Regions from separate parts of the Mus musculus genome. Here region 2 is linked to region 1. A link is a contact called in public HiChIP or PLAC-seq data. All regions are on one chromosome and are shown on one strand. The core of a region is the stretch at or near the end of the contact, and the rest is flanking DNA. Distances in the headings are between cores, read along the strand shown.

Region 1 (6,778 bases), core at 163-2,662:
CACCACTCCCCCTTTGGCTCTGCTTCAGTTCTTGTCTCCAGCTTTCTGACTTGAATTCTTGCAGGCAAACTAAGACAAGGTAGTATATATGCCCAGAGACAGGACTCCTTCACTTAGGTTTTTGACTACGAATCTCCTCCTCTGGCATGTGACTGGCATTGGAAGTCTTGTGGGACTGAGGCCTAAACCTGTGGATCTGGTTTTCTCTGTCTCTCTGTCTCTCTCTCTGTCTCTGTCTGTCTCTGTCTGTCTCTGTCTGTCTCTGTCTGTCTCTGTCTCTGTCTCTGTCTCTGTCTCTCTCTCTCTCTCTCTGAGTCAGGGTGTCCCTATGTAACATAGGCCCATCTGGCCTGGAACTCGGAGATCACCTGGCCTCAGCCTCCCAGGTGCTGGGATTAAAGGTGTACACCCCCATGCACCAGTTCTTAATGTTCTGTTCAAAGAATCAGAACTGAATGGATGCCATCCAGGTAGTAGCTTGTGCAGAACCCAGAGTTTCGAGGTCATATGGGTCTTTGTGAGCAGAGGTTTCAGAAATATTCTATGTTGTGCAAGTGTAGGGGGTTCTCAGCAGATGGAAAAGTCTAGGTAGGGGAAGACAGCTCCTTTGGAGTGCAGCCACAGATATTAAGCACTAAAGGCAGATAATTCTGACTAGGCAGAAAATTGTGCACCTGTAGGCCTCAGCTATTCTGGAGGCAGGAAAATCACTTTAGTTAACAAATTCAAGGCCAGTCTGCCTAATTCAGCCAGACTATTTATGTTTGAGACAGGATCTCACTGTAGCTCAGACTGGCCTTAAATTCATATAGGCAAGAATGACCTTGAACTTCTCGTCCTACTGCTTCTACCTCTGGATGCTGGGATTACAGGTATACACCATCACACCCAGTTTATGCGATGCTGAGGCTAGAGCCAATCCTTCCTGCATATGCTAGGTAAACAAACGTTCTACACCCTCAGCCCCAGATTTTCTCTTTAAACCAACCAACCAACCAACCAATGAACCAATGAACCAACGAACCAACTAGCTGGCCAACCAGCGAACCAACTAGTCATCTATACCATCCAACCCACTATCCAAAAACCTTTCGAGAGAATTCTAAACGATCGTGCCACACGACACTGAATACACTTCTGCATTCCTAGCTCTATCCTCTCTCACCCCAGCCTTCTTCACTGTGGTGCTCAGTGGTGGGATGCTCCCTATTTGACAGCACAGCTCCAAGACTCCCGCTAGAGTCAGCGCAGACGCCACTGTGCACGCGCGTTCACCCGCACCGCCTCCATATTGTCCGCCGCGGCGCTCCGTAGCAAGCCCCTGGCAAGCTCCACGTCGACCGCGCAGGCGCCCGGGGCGCGTTCACCTGCTGCCGTTGTCGCCGCCGCCGCCGCCGCTGACGGGGCTGGATGGGGGGCCGAGGCCAGCCAGGGGCACCCAGAAAGAAGAGACGCGGCGGCGGCGACGCCGACACCCGCACGACGAGCGCCCCGAGGTGCCCGCCAGCTCCACAGGAAGGCGGCGAGGCCCGGGCCCGGCCGCCCCGCGGGTAGAGACGCTGCCGGCCCCTCGCCGCGCCATGTTCAAGAAGCTGAAGCAGAAGATCAGCGAGGAGCAGCAGCAGCTGCAGCAGGCGTTAGCCCCTGCTCAGGTACGTCGTCCCCCTGCGCCGAGGCCCGGGAAGCGGGCGAAAGTTCCCCATGACCTTTGACCTCCGCCCCAGGAACACCCCCCCCCCCCAAACCGTAGCCCTGGAAGGTTTGGGACCACCCAGCCGGTGTAGGAACCCTGGCCTGGTTTCTCCCAAAACTCCGTCCCTGTGCAGGGTGACGGGACCGGTCGGGACATTTGACTTCGGAGTTTCCCCTCTAAGGACCGACCCGGTCTGACAGATGGGTGCGATGGGTTCGGGTCCTGCGTGGGGAGCTTCTCTCGCCCGTCAGAGACCCTGACTCTAGAGTGGTGACGGGGGCGGGGCAACCCAGATCCTTTGTGATATGTGACCTCTGCCCTCTGCCCCATATATGACCAATGTCCTCTGGGTTCCCTGGACATCGCACCCGGAATGACCAGGTCCCTGTAAGTCTCCTGCTTCCAAACCCTGATCGAGGCAGAGAGTCGAGCCTGCCCGGGCCAGGCTGCTCGCAGGAGCCGAGGGCGGCGGTCCAGCGACCAAGCCTGTCACGAGTTAGTCACTTCGTGTAACTTGGGTGATGGCGGACAGGGCTCAGGGGCAGACACTGAACGGGACGGGCACCGAGCCTGTCAGCAACCGGGCTCTTGCATCTTTTCTGGAAGGTCGTTGCTTTTTAAGGGAGTATGGTTTCGGGCTGGGAAAAGGGGGCGTGTTCGTGTTAGAAACAAACTACCCCTCTCCAGCACTCAGGGTGTGAAGGACGGGAGGGGAGGGTTTCTGCTGAATCTCTCCCCAGTCTCCCTGAATATCAGTAGATTGAACACGAACGTCTTTTCTTTTATGGTTAGAAACCTGGAAAGCCCATGGCTCAAGAAAGGTCGTAGTTTGGCTAAGTGGGAAGCAGTTTGGGTGTTTAAATATAACGACCCAGCATTCTGTTTCTAGAAACATAGTCTGAGAAGATTTAGGATGCAAAAACATTTAGTTACACGATTTCTTTTTTCTTGTGTGCGCGCGTGGGCAGGTGGCAGCCAGAAGACAACCATGGTGTCGTCATTCCTCATCCCTCGGGCTTTATTCTTTTTATTTTACTATTTAAAAAAGATTTCTGGATTTCTTTATGTGAGTGTCTTGTCTGTCTGTATGTCTGTACACTGTGTGAGGCCAGAAGATAGTGTTGGATCCCAGGGAACTTGTCATGCATGGTTGAACCATTATGTGGGTTGGTCCTCTGCAAGAGCAACAATTGCTCTTAACCTCTGAGCCATTTCTCCAGCACACCCCCTGGCCTGGAACTCACCAAATAGGCTGGGCTCAATGGCCAGCAGGCCGAGGGAATCCACCTTTCTGCCTCCTGAGCACTGGGGTACAAGAGTGTGCCACCACAGCTGTCTTTTTTAACCTGGATTCTGAGATGGAAACTCAGGCAAGCATTTTACCATCTGAACTGTCTTGCTAGCCCTGGCGCTGTTTTAATGGTAGCACTCTGGGGCCAGTAAAGAATTGGCTGGATACATTCTTACCAGGGGGCTGATTATTATACAGCGCTAAAAAGAAACAACGTTGATTTGGATCTCTGCTCCACATTTATTTAGTAGTTAGTATAGATTACTTAGACCTCATAAACCTATGAGGTAAATATTATTCCTCCTATAGATGAAAATGTGATGAGACCCAAAGGCAACTGCTACATAGAATCAGAGCTGCAGGCAAATATTGTCTACATAGACTGAGAGATGCTACAAGAGACAAATTAAGTGCAGCATATGAATTGTGACCCACTTTTTATGGCAATAAGAAATGTATTTTTAGGAGTGAAGCACAGCAATCTTCCACTGTAGCACTATAGACCCTCCCACTCCAGACTCACCCCCAGGGAGTGAGGGAAGCTTCTGCTCTACACCGCAGCGCATCCTTCAGGCCTTTGGCCTTATCTGTGTACTTTGTCCTTATCCCCATCTTACTTTGTTATTGTTGCCCTGCCTGAAGCCTCATTGTTCGGGAGAGAAGCCTGATGTTCCTGCCACTGGCAGTGTAGAGAGAGACAGGAGAGCTCAGGGCTTGTGAGTTTCTGAGCTTGCCTCTTTATTTTTAAATAAAGATATTATATTTAAAGCTGGCTCATACCTTTTGCTTTAAGACCTGAGGCTTTCTAAGAATCTGGGATGAACGCTGCTTTGTTTCCATGGCAGCAGTACCTTGTGTGGGTCCTGGCGTTGCAGTACCTCAGCTCTGCTGAACTTGGTACCGCTTCTGCTTCTCGTTCATCTCCAGTCTTCTGAAAATTGCTTGAGACTTACTAACTCTGTGGAGGACGCCATATGTAGCTCATATGCCGTATTTAACTGGAAGCTGCCTTATTTTTGGATGGCTGAATTTCACATAGAAGAAGACCATCTTTAGGAGGTGAAGTATTTATACCATAAGAACGATGGTTCATTTCTGGAACAACCACTGTAGATTGCAAAATGACAAAGATGCTCGATTAAGGGCATGCTGAAAAGTTCCCACTAGTGATTGAAATGCAGATGTTGTGTGAAGACTAAGCCCATGGTAGGTAACCCTTCCTACTCTGGAATGTCAAGTTGATTCGCAGTGATTGGAGCAGTGTTGTAGTGAGGACAGGTCCAGTGGCCTGTCCCTGGCCTAGGTGTGTGTGTGGGGGGGAGGAGTTACTGAGCAGGTGTGCTGTATGTTGGTGCAAGCCAAAGCCACACCTGTTTCTTAAAGTGTATCTGCTTGGGCAGAACTTAAGGGGCAGGAGCTTAGTCAAAAGGCTCATGAGCATCCTGCTAGTGAGTCCATAGCTGCTATAAATTGCTCATGAGAAAACATTGAAAACCCCTCATTTTGATATTTCTCATACTTGTCTACAGCTCCAATAATTAGAGCAGTCCAGTTCCTAGTGGCAGGCTGTAATAGATGAGAGGACTTCCTGTAGTAACTAGCTGACCAAAAAATACTGTGAATGTTGCTTCCTTTTCTCTTAGAAAGCTGGGATTAGTTGATTTCAGAGTTACTAATTCACAGTAATTAAACTTCACTGATACTTAAAGAGATTTGAAAGTGTAGAATTGTACCTGTTTTTCTAACAATTTATTCTGGAGTGTTTGTGAGCCTTCCAGGTAATGCGGCCTCTAGTACAGTAAATTTAAAATAGCATATCCTACTAATATGAATATTCAAATTTTGTGTTTTTCCTATCTTTAAATCATGTTGTTCAACCTGGGATTAATACTTTTAATTCCTGTTTTTTTTTTAAACCATAGTTAAAAGTATGAAATACATTGAAGTATGTAGATTTGAGACTTGGTTGCCAGATAGAAGAACTTCAAGGTTACAGAGATAGATAGCATGGCACAGTGAAAGTAGTACTCCAGGTGGCTTGTGAGTTGGACCTGGAAGTCACACAGGTTAGAAGACAGAGACAATTAGAGGAGGGTCTCTAGGATCCACTCCTCAGTAAGCAGCTATTGCCAGTTGATAGCTGCAGGGGGGGGGGGGGGGATGGGCGCGGAGAGGGGAGCATCTGTGGAAGCTCTTATTTATGGTAGGCTTCTCACACTTTACTGGATGCCTCACACCGGTACTCAGACGGGCAGCACTGGTGAGCTTAGAGGGGGGTGGTCTGGGGAGGGGGAAATGGATGACGGATATGATCATGTTTCATTGTGTGTGTGTGTGTGTGTGTGTGTGAAGAATAGAAAAAAGAAAAGAAAAAGAAATTATGTCTCCTGCTACAGAATCTACGTACTGTGAAGACTGTGCGTGTAGCTCAGCCATCGGGTGATTGGCTAGATGTTGGACACCTGGGCTTGAGGCCTCTATACCCTGCACTAATTAAAACAAAAGATGGTAAAAGCTTTTGTTTTAGGGGTGTCTCTATGTGAATTGGGTGGAAATATGGTGACATTATTAATATTATTATTACTATTTTTACTGTGAGTCCAGAGAAGTTCGAGAGCTAGTCATCTAAAGTGAAGTGGTAAGGTGGACAGGGAGTTAGGAGGTCTGTGCTAACCTCGTTCTTGAAGTGTCTAACCTGGGCAGTCGTGTAAACATTCTACGCGTCTAATCGGATCAGGAAATTGGGTATGACTTTGTGTGCTCTTTGCACCTTTCAGATTGATTGTGAAGACCCAGAGTGAGAAACTGCAAGAAGCCATTCGTATTGGTCAACACTGTTTTCACTTAACAGGGCCTACAGGTGCTGCGCTGGGTGTTACGTTTGCCTCGCATGGCTGAGAAGGGTGCTCACAAGGTGCATGGCGTGCCTGTGGGGAAATACTGAGGAGGAGCCTCTGACAGGGAACGAAAAGCAAAGGGTAGGCACTGGCACTCAAAGCTTACCACCCGGAAGGTCCCTGCTTGTTTTCACATGCTGAGAAGAAGTCGCCGTGGCTATAGGGCTTCTTAGCCTAGCGACGGCATGGTTCTGTTGGTCAGAACCAGGTCTCTGTTCTAAGGCTGTCAAGGTGTGTCCAGGTTGTTTTCTGCCCTTCATGCCCATGTGCTTAGGGTAGAGTTCAGTCGGTGCTGGGGGCCTTGTCCGCTCTCTGGGCGATGCAGAGGTGGCGTTCAGCAGTTCTCGCTGTGTGTTCAGTAGGATTTTGTTTTTATTGAGCATAGCGAGAGCACAGGTCGCTAGCCTCGGTCTCCTTCCTGTAGACCAGGATTTGAAGGGCTTATGTAAGCAGTTAAACTTACTTGGGTAATTTTTTTTTTTTTTAAGTTTAGAGTAAACTCATTTTCAGCTAAGAATCATGCTTTCAGAACCCCATTTCCATCTATGGTAATACAGTTGTGAGAGTTATGTTATTCCTAGGGCAAGGGTCATGCGGGGCCTACCACACTAGGCTGGTTTTTCTTATACGAAGGTGAGGCTCTGGTCAGCTGATGATCAGCTGTCAGGCAGTGAAACGTGAGTGTGAGCCTGGAGAGCAGCACCAGTTTTCTTAGCAAATAACTTGCACCCCTCCCCCAACCCTCATGGAATCCAGGGCTTTGCCCATGTCAGGCAAGTGCTCTACCACTGAGCTGTGTCTTCAGCCCTTTAAATTCACGTGTCTCCAAGTGAGAGAGGCCATTAAAGATCCGGGTCCCCTGAGACCACTGCTTCTCCTGTGCTTCTCTTGTGGCTT
Region 2 (5,848 bases), core at 1,510-4,009, 360 kb after region 1:
CTTCCATATCACTCTAGCTCTGGTAAAGGCCATCCATGCCTGCGAAATGGGCCTCTCTGGGGCCCGCCTTTCTCTGATTACATGGAAATGAAATTCTCTTTTATGGGGAGCCTGATGTGGCCTGTACTCTTGACTCCCTGGCATATTGGCTGATTACCCCCAAAGGGGAGAAAAAGGGGCCCAGGACTGAGGGTGAAAGCCTTGTGTCAGCCATCCCTAGAGCTGGTGGAAACACAGGCATTCCTCTATAGCATAAGCGAGCAGGCTCACGGGAGACGCCGCACCCTGCTTCCTGGAGTGTTGATATCACCGCTTCATTTCTCCCTGTCTCTGTCTTTGGTCTCGGTAACCTCCTGACCTTTCAGACAGAACCCAGCTTTCCTCCGTGTGACGAGAAGCGGCTGCACAAAAATATATTTTCTTTAGGAGATAGTTTTCAATTAGAAAGAAGGCATCAAAGCCAAAGCTACAACGTCTTCAGGATTTTACATTTACTCTCTTGGTACAGCGAACTGGTCAAGGTTCCTGTCACCGAACCACATACACAATTAAGTAAAAGAATACAGTATGCTCAGTGTCGCTTTCTTTCTAGAATAAAAGGACCTAGGCTGTCCTGGTGGCTGTGCTCCGTCCCCAGCTCTGCAGATCTCAAGGGAGCTGTTACTGTGAACAGATGTTTTGTGCCCTTGTTTATCCTTTCCATTTCAACAACAAAACTCTGTAGTTGAGGTCCTTACTGATATGAAAAACTGGTGCATTGGGAGGTGGGGACTAAACATAGTTATAGCCTTCTCTGTGCTTACCTCATGGAGCTTGGGATGATGGGAATGGGTTTCCCCTTTGGAATTCTATTTGTGTGTTGGAACCTCTGGCTACATGTAGAAATAAACATGAGAACTTGGGGCTGGAGATGTGGTACCATCAGTGAAGTGCTAGGCACACAAGCGTGAGCAACACCTACCAGGCATGGCAGTGTGCACCAATAATCCCAGAACTAGGTGGGCAGAGACAAGAGAATCCCTGGAGCATGCTGGCCAATTCATCCTAACTGAACCAATGAGTTTCACTGACATGCTGCCTCTAAAGAATAAGGAGGGAAAATGACTGAGGAAGACACGCGGCCTTGACCTCTGCTGTGTGGGCTCTCACACACATACATGTGCACACACACTGACACACGTGTACATGTACACATAAAAAGAGAGGCAGACAGACAGACAGACAGACAGACAGACAGGTATCACAAGCCAAACTGACAAGCAGGGAGTCTTCCACAATGCGTAAGAATTCTTCCCTCTTTAGGAGGACACGCCCACAGACACCTCCAGGAGCTCTCTGCTGTCTTTAAATGGTGGGTCATTGACACCCAGAAGCTGTGTTCTCGGCCTTTCAAAGCGTGGGTCACATAAAGCTAGGTGCATCACAGCTGAGGACTCACCGGGACTGTTATTTCCATTTCCGGCCTTGTATTAGGCAGCCCCACCCCTGCTGGGCACGCAGAACCAATCAGGAGTGACCCAGAGCGTCTGCTTCTCTGTGGGTCGGAAGCACCACAGGCTTGAAGTGGACGCTGAACATGCAACCCTTCCTCTGCTTTAGGAAAATCACGTCATCTGACCATCCATCAGACAGTACCGAGAGACACCTGGTAGCCATTCGCAGCCATGTAACTTAATACAAGATATTAAAGTGGGAGGCGACCAGGAATGGAAATGTAGTTCACATTTCGCTGAATGGAACAGAATGGAATTGGCTCATTTATGTTAGGACAGGTACGGTTAACCAAGTGGTATCAGGTCTCAGGCATTTTAATGAGTCCCGAAATGAACTTCCCCACAACTGCTGTGGAACACAGCGAGCAAGCGCCCTACGGTGGAATGGGGATCGCCCTGTCTTCTGACCGCTCCACTCCCAGAGTAGGTAGTTGGTAATTGAATTAGCAGAGCTGGCATTCACAACATTCTCTTGGTATCCCATCTCAAAGGGCGTGTGAATTCAGAGAATTCAGAAGGGCCCAGCAGCTAAGTCTCAGGCCCAGTCATGTTTACCCACTTGCCGTCAGCTGTGCTTAGGTAACGTGATACATAAAAGTGGCCCAGGGAAATGACAGGGAGCAGAATGTCGGCTGACAGGGAAACAGGAGTTAACAGGAAACACATGGTCTTGACACAAATGAACCTGCGCTGCTTCACCCGTCAGCTCTGGGCTCGTTTCAAGTCAACTTCCCCCAAGGGCTGCATTGAGGGAGACTCCAAGCAGGGCTCCTGAGTGGTGCAGAGTTAGTTCAAGTTTCCGCTTACCTGTCTCTCGGACTATGCACCAGAGGCGTGGAGTCAGGCAAATTTTGATGACCTTCTCTGTAAATGCCCAGCCAGTGGGGAGTGATCAGGAGAGTGGGCCAAAGCTGATTAAAGAGCCATCCAGGCCTCAGATATGCTGTTAAAATAGAAGTCAAGAGCAGCGGGACACATTCAGGAGGCAGGAGCAGGTAGGTCTTTGTGAGTTCAAAGCCAGCCTGGTCTACACAGTGAGTTCTAAGCCAGCCAGAGATATGTAGAGGCAAAGAAAGAAAAGAAAGTGCTAAGAATACCACAGGCCTGAGTAGAGTTGGTTCCTTAGTTCTGCGGCAGGTTAATCCACCCACCTCAAACCTCACATCCTCCAACTCAGTTCGCTGGTTCCCCCCATCCTTCTGCAGGAACACCCTACTCCTAAGATTTGCTTACAAGACACTTGCTTTGTTGTGCAAAATGGATAACAAAGTACGGAGCGGAGGTTCATGGGGCAGGTGGTATAGGAAGCCACAAAGTCAAGGGGTGTGGTGCTGGCACCTCGCTGTGCTTGTCCAAGGTTGAACTCAAGGCCACAGTGTGCACCTTCAGGCTTCGCTCTTCCTTTCTTTCTGGATTCCGTGCCCCCTCCTCAAGATCTGGGGGAGGCCTGGTAGCTCCCCTGAATCGGGAACACTTCAAGGCTGTAGTGGTCAGGGTGTGTGAAACCAGCCGTTAGGACGCCATCTGTAGAGCCTGGGTGTTCGGCAGGAAGCGTGGCAGGGATTCTCGCTCCCTAGCCTTGCAGAGCCACAGGCAGAGGTTGCAAAGTTTGGGTGACAGCTAGAGACCTGGTGTCACCGTGTGCCCAGAACACCTCTGATGTCTGTCTCTCTGTCTGTCTGTCTGTCTGTCTGTCTCTTATATCCAATCAACTCCCCAACTCCACCCTCAGTCCATTTTAACAGTGGAGTATTATTCAGCCCTAACAAAAAATGTCACCCTGTCATTTGTGGCAACATGGGTGAAACCGGAGGGCATTACATCAGGTGAAGTTAACCAGACATAGAATAAAAATACACATGTTCTCAACAAGCAGCAACTAGAAAAGGTGACCTCACAGTCACATGTCAGACAGTGTCCACCGGAGCCCGGGATGGGTGGGGGAAAAAGGGGCTTGGGGGGGGATGGTTTAATACGGATGAGGTGCAGTGAAGAAGCTAACAGAGAAGGTGCTGAATATCCCCGATACAGACAGACAGACAGACATCCAAGGCGATAGATGCTCCAGGTACAGGATGGTATCCTTATACACTGCATTGACGTTCTGAAAACTCACAGCAGGGTGGGCAGTGCCTGAGAGGAGCACTTACTCACTACACAAGGTGTTGCGAGCATCCAACGTTATGTCTTACCGGATAGCACAGAAGTGTTGCAAGGGTCCGGTGTCAGTTCCACCTGTTAGAATACTGCCTCATGGAAAATAGAATTATCTTTTACATCTGGACTCTGCTTAGAGAGGGCCCACAAACAACTCCACTCGGATCCCAAGGAGATGGGCTTGAGAAGTGGAGCTAGAAAAACAAGCTTAGCGTGATGGTGCCACTAACCCCAGGCATTGTCTGGAGGCTGGAGTAGGAGGGCTATAGCAATCCAAGGCTAGCCCAACAGCACACAGCTTCTCCGGGTCAATAATGGACACCGTGATCCTGAGCCTCACACGTGGGAACATCCTGGTTCCTCTGACCCCTTTTTCTGACCATAGCCTACAGGACTATCTCTTTCTCACCTGGGGACAGAGGCTGGGAGTGTCCAAAGGAAAAGTCAGTTTTCCTTGACAGTGACATTACCAGGACAAGAGCCACAGTTCAGGCTTCAAACCCCATGACTCATGAGGTAAGGGCACTTAGAGTAAATGGAACACTATCCTCTGACACCTTAGCTGCATCCAGCCACTACCCCAGGATGACTGTCCTGCCACAAGATGTCCATGTCATCTTGGACTCCACAGTGTGAGCTCCTGACAGCCTCCCACACCACCACCCTCTCTTGGTTTCAGCTTACACAGTGTTTTCTTTGGGGTCAGGTTTGGAGAGGGCAGATAACAACAGAACACCCTCAATAACTATGCTGGCAGAATCCAGCCTCAACAATGTGCCCCATGCCTTCCTGTCCCTGGTTGTGGACTTAGTAAGTTCTTTTGTGCAGATTCCAATAGCCACGGGCCTCCCTCAACTCCCAGGGGTCCTGCTGAGAACCAGCCCTGTCGTGGGAAGCATTTGGGCTCCAGCAGTCTGGGAAAGTATGAGAGTGAGTGGGCAGAGGCCACAGGGCCCCCAGACAGCTGAAGATGGGACTGTTGAACAGGGCAGTGTGGTGTTTGGTGTGACATGGGAAGAGGCCTTTATTTCCTCATGATTTTGAGCAAAGATGATTAAAGCCAAGTTGAGGAGTATTCTAGTTTGCTTTATTTTGCTTCAATAAACATCCATAGCCAAAAGCAACTTGGGGAGGAAAGGATTTATATGGCTTACAGCGTAAAGTCCATCGTGCAGGAAGCCAAGGCAGGAACCTGGAGGCAGGAACTGATGCAGAGGCCATGGAGAAATCCTGTTACTAGCTTCCTAGCCAGGGCTCACTCAGCCTGATTTTTTTTATAGCACCCAGGGCTATGAGCCCTCCCACATTTATCACTAATAAAGATAATTCCCCATGGGCTTTCACAAGACTGATCTGATAGAGGGGTGGTTTTTGTTTTGTCTTGTTTCAACAACTGAAGTTCTCTAGACAAAATTAACCAGCCTGTGGGGTAGGGTTTTAGCAATCGCTTATCTACAGAATGGAAGATGAGGACCCCTGGCTGGGAACAGTGCCAGCTATGAAGCCTGGGGACCTGAGTTGGTTCCCAGGACCCACATGGTAGGAAAGAACTGACCCTGACCTCCACACATGTGCCATGGCACGCATACCTCCCTCCATTCACACAGACACAAGATGCTCTGTAGAAGCTGCACATATGGTCCTGAAGCGTGTGATCCGCTCCTAGAAGTATCCATGTAGGCCACTGTACTAATTCCATGGATAAGGAAACTGAGGCCCGGGAGACTCAAATTGTCATGGTTGTGAAGAGGTGGAGCTGGGCTGCAGGAGGTACCACAGAGTATTCAAGAGTGTAACCAGGCATGGTAGCACACACCTTTACTCCCAGCCCTTGGGAGGCAGAGGCAGGCAAATCTCTGAGTTCGCGGCCAGCCTGGTCTACAGAGTGAGTTCCAGGACAGCCAGGGATACACAGAGAAACCCTGTCTCAAAAACAGCCCAGAAAAGTCCATGGGGTTGGAGAGACAGCTCAGTGGATTAATGTGCTCACCTTATAAACATGAAGACTTTCATTCAATCACCAACACCCACATTAAAAGGCTAGGGGTCAGGGCTCACGTTTGTAACCCTAGTGCTGGAGAGCTGGGGACAGGAAGATCCTTAGGGGTCACCAGCCAGGCTATCTAGTCTATTTGGTAAGTTCCAGGCCATTGAGACCATCTCAGAGAAGGAAGATGGTATCTCTGGAGCTGACACTC

Evidence for each region. HiChIP or PLAC-seq counts read pairs in DNA pulled down with a chosen protein or histone mark.
Region 2: an H3K4me3 HiChIP or PLAC-seq map of embryonic stem cells shows a contact between it and region 1, with 3 times the contacts expected there. The contact joins the enhancer-like site here to the promoter of Golga4 in region 1. A contact is called at or near these places in 6 of 39 promoter capture datasets (the HPC-7 cell line, embryonic stem cells, hippocampal neurons and 3 more), 6 of 484 Hi-C or Micro-C datasets (all in embryonic stem cells), 6 of 115 datasets of contacts at active chromatin or transcription factors (T-cell acute lymphoblastic leukemia, bone marrow-derived macrophages and embryonic stem cells) and 1 of 9 other capture datasets (pancreatic islet).

What each region holds. Positions count from the first base shown.
Region 1 is chr9:118,504,906-118,511,683 of GRCm38.p6, forward strand. It overlaps Golga4 (golgi autoantigen, golgin subfamily a, 4), which reads left to right and starts at 1,413. Exons shown (of 24, transcript NM_018748.3): 1 at 1,413-1,652. The coding sequence starts at 1,581.
Region 2 is chr9:118,860,957-118,866,804 of GRCm38.p6, forward strand. All of the region lies in intron 23 of Itga9 (integrin alpha 9), which reads left to right. Among named protein-coding and RNA genes, the nearest start is that of Gm39454, 13 kb to the left of the region's middle. Within about 2 kb of position 2,760, at least 29 of the 459 cell types and tissues checked have an H3K27ac peak or open chromatin away from gene starts, as enhancers often do. A contact at or near this core is called in embryonic stem cells, where this site is marked.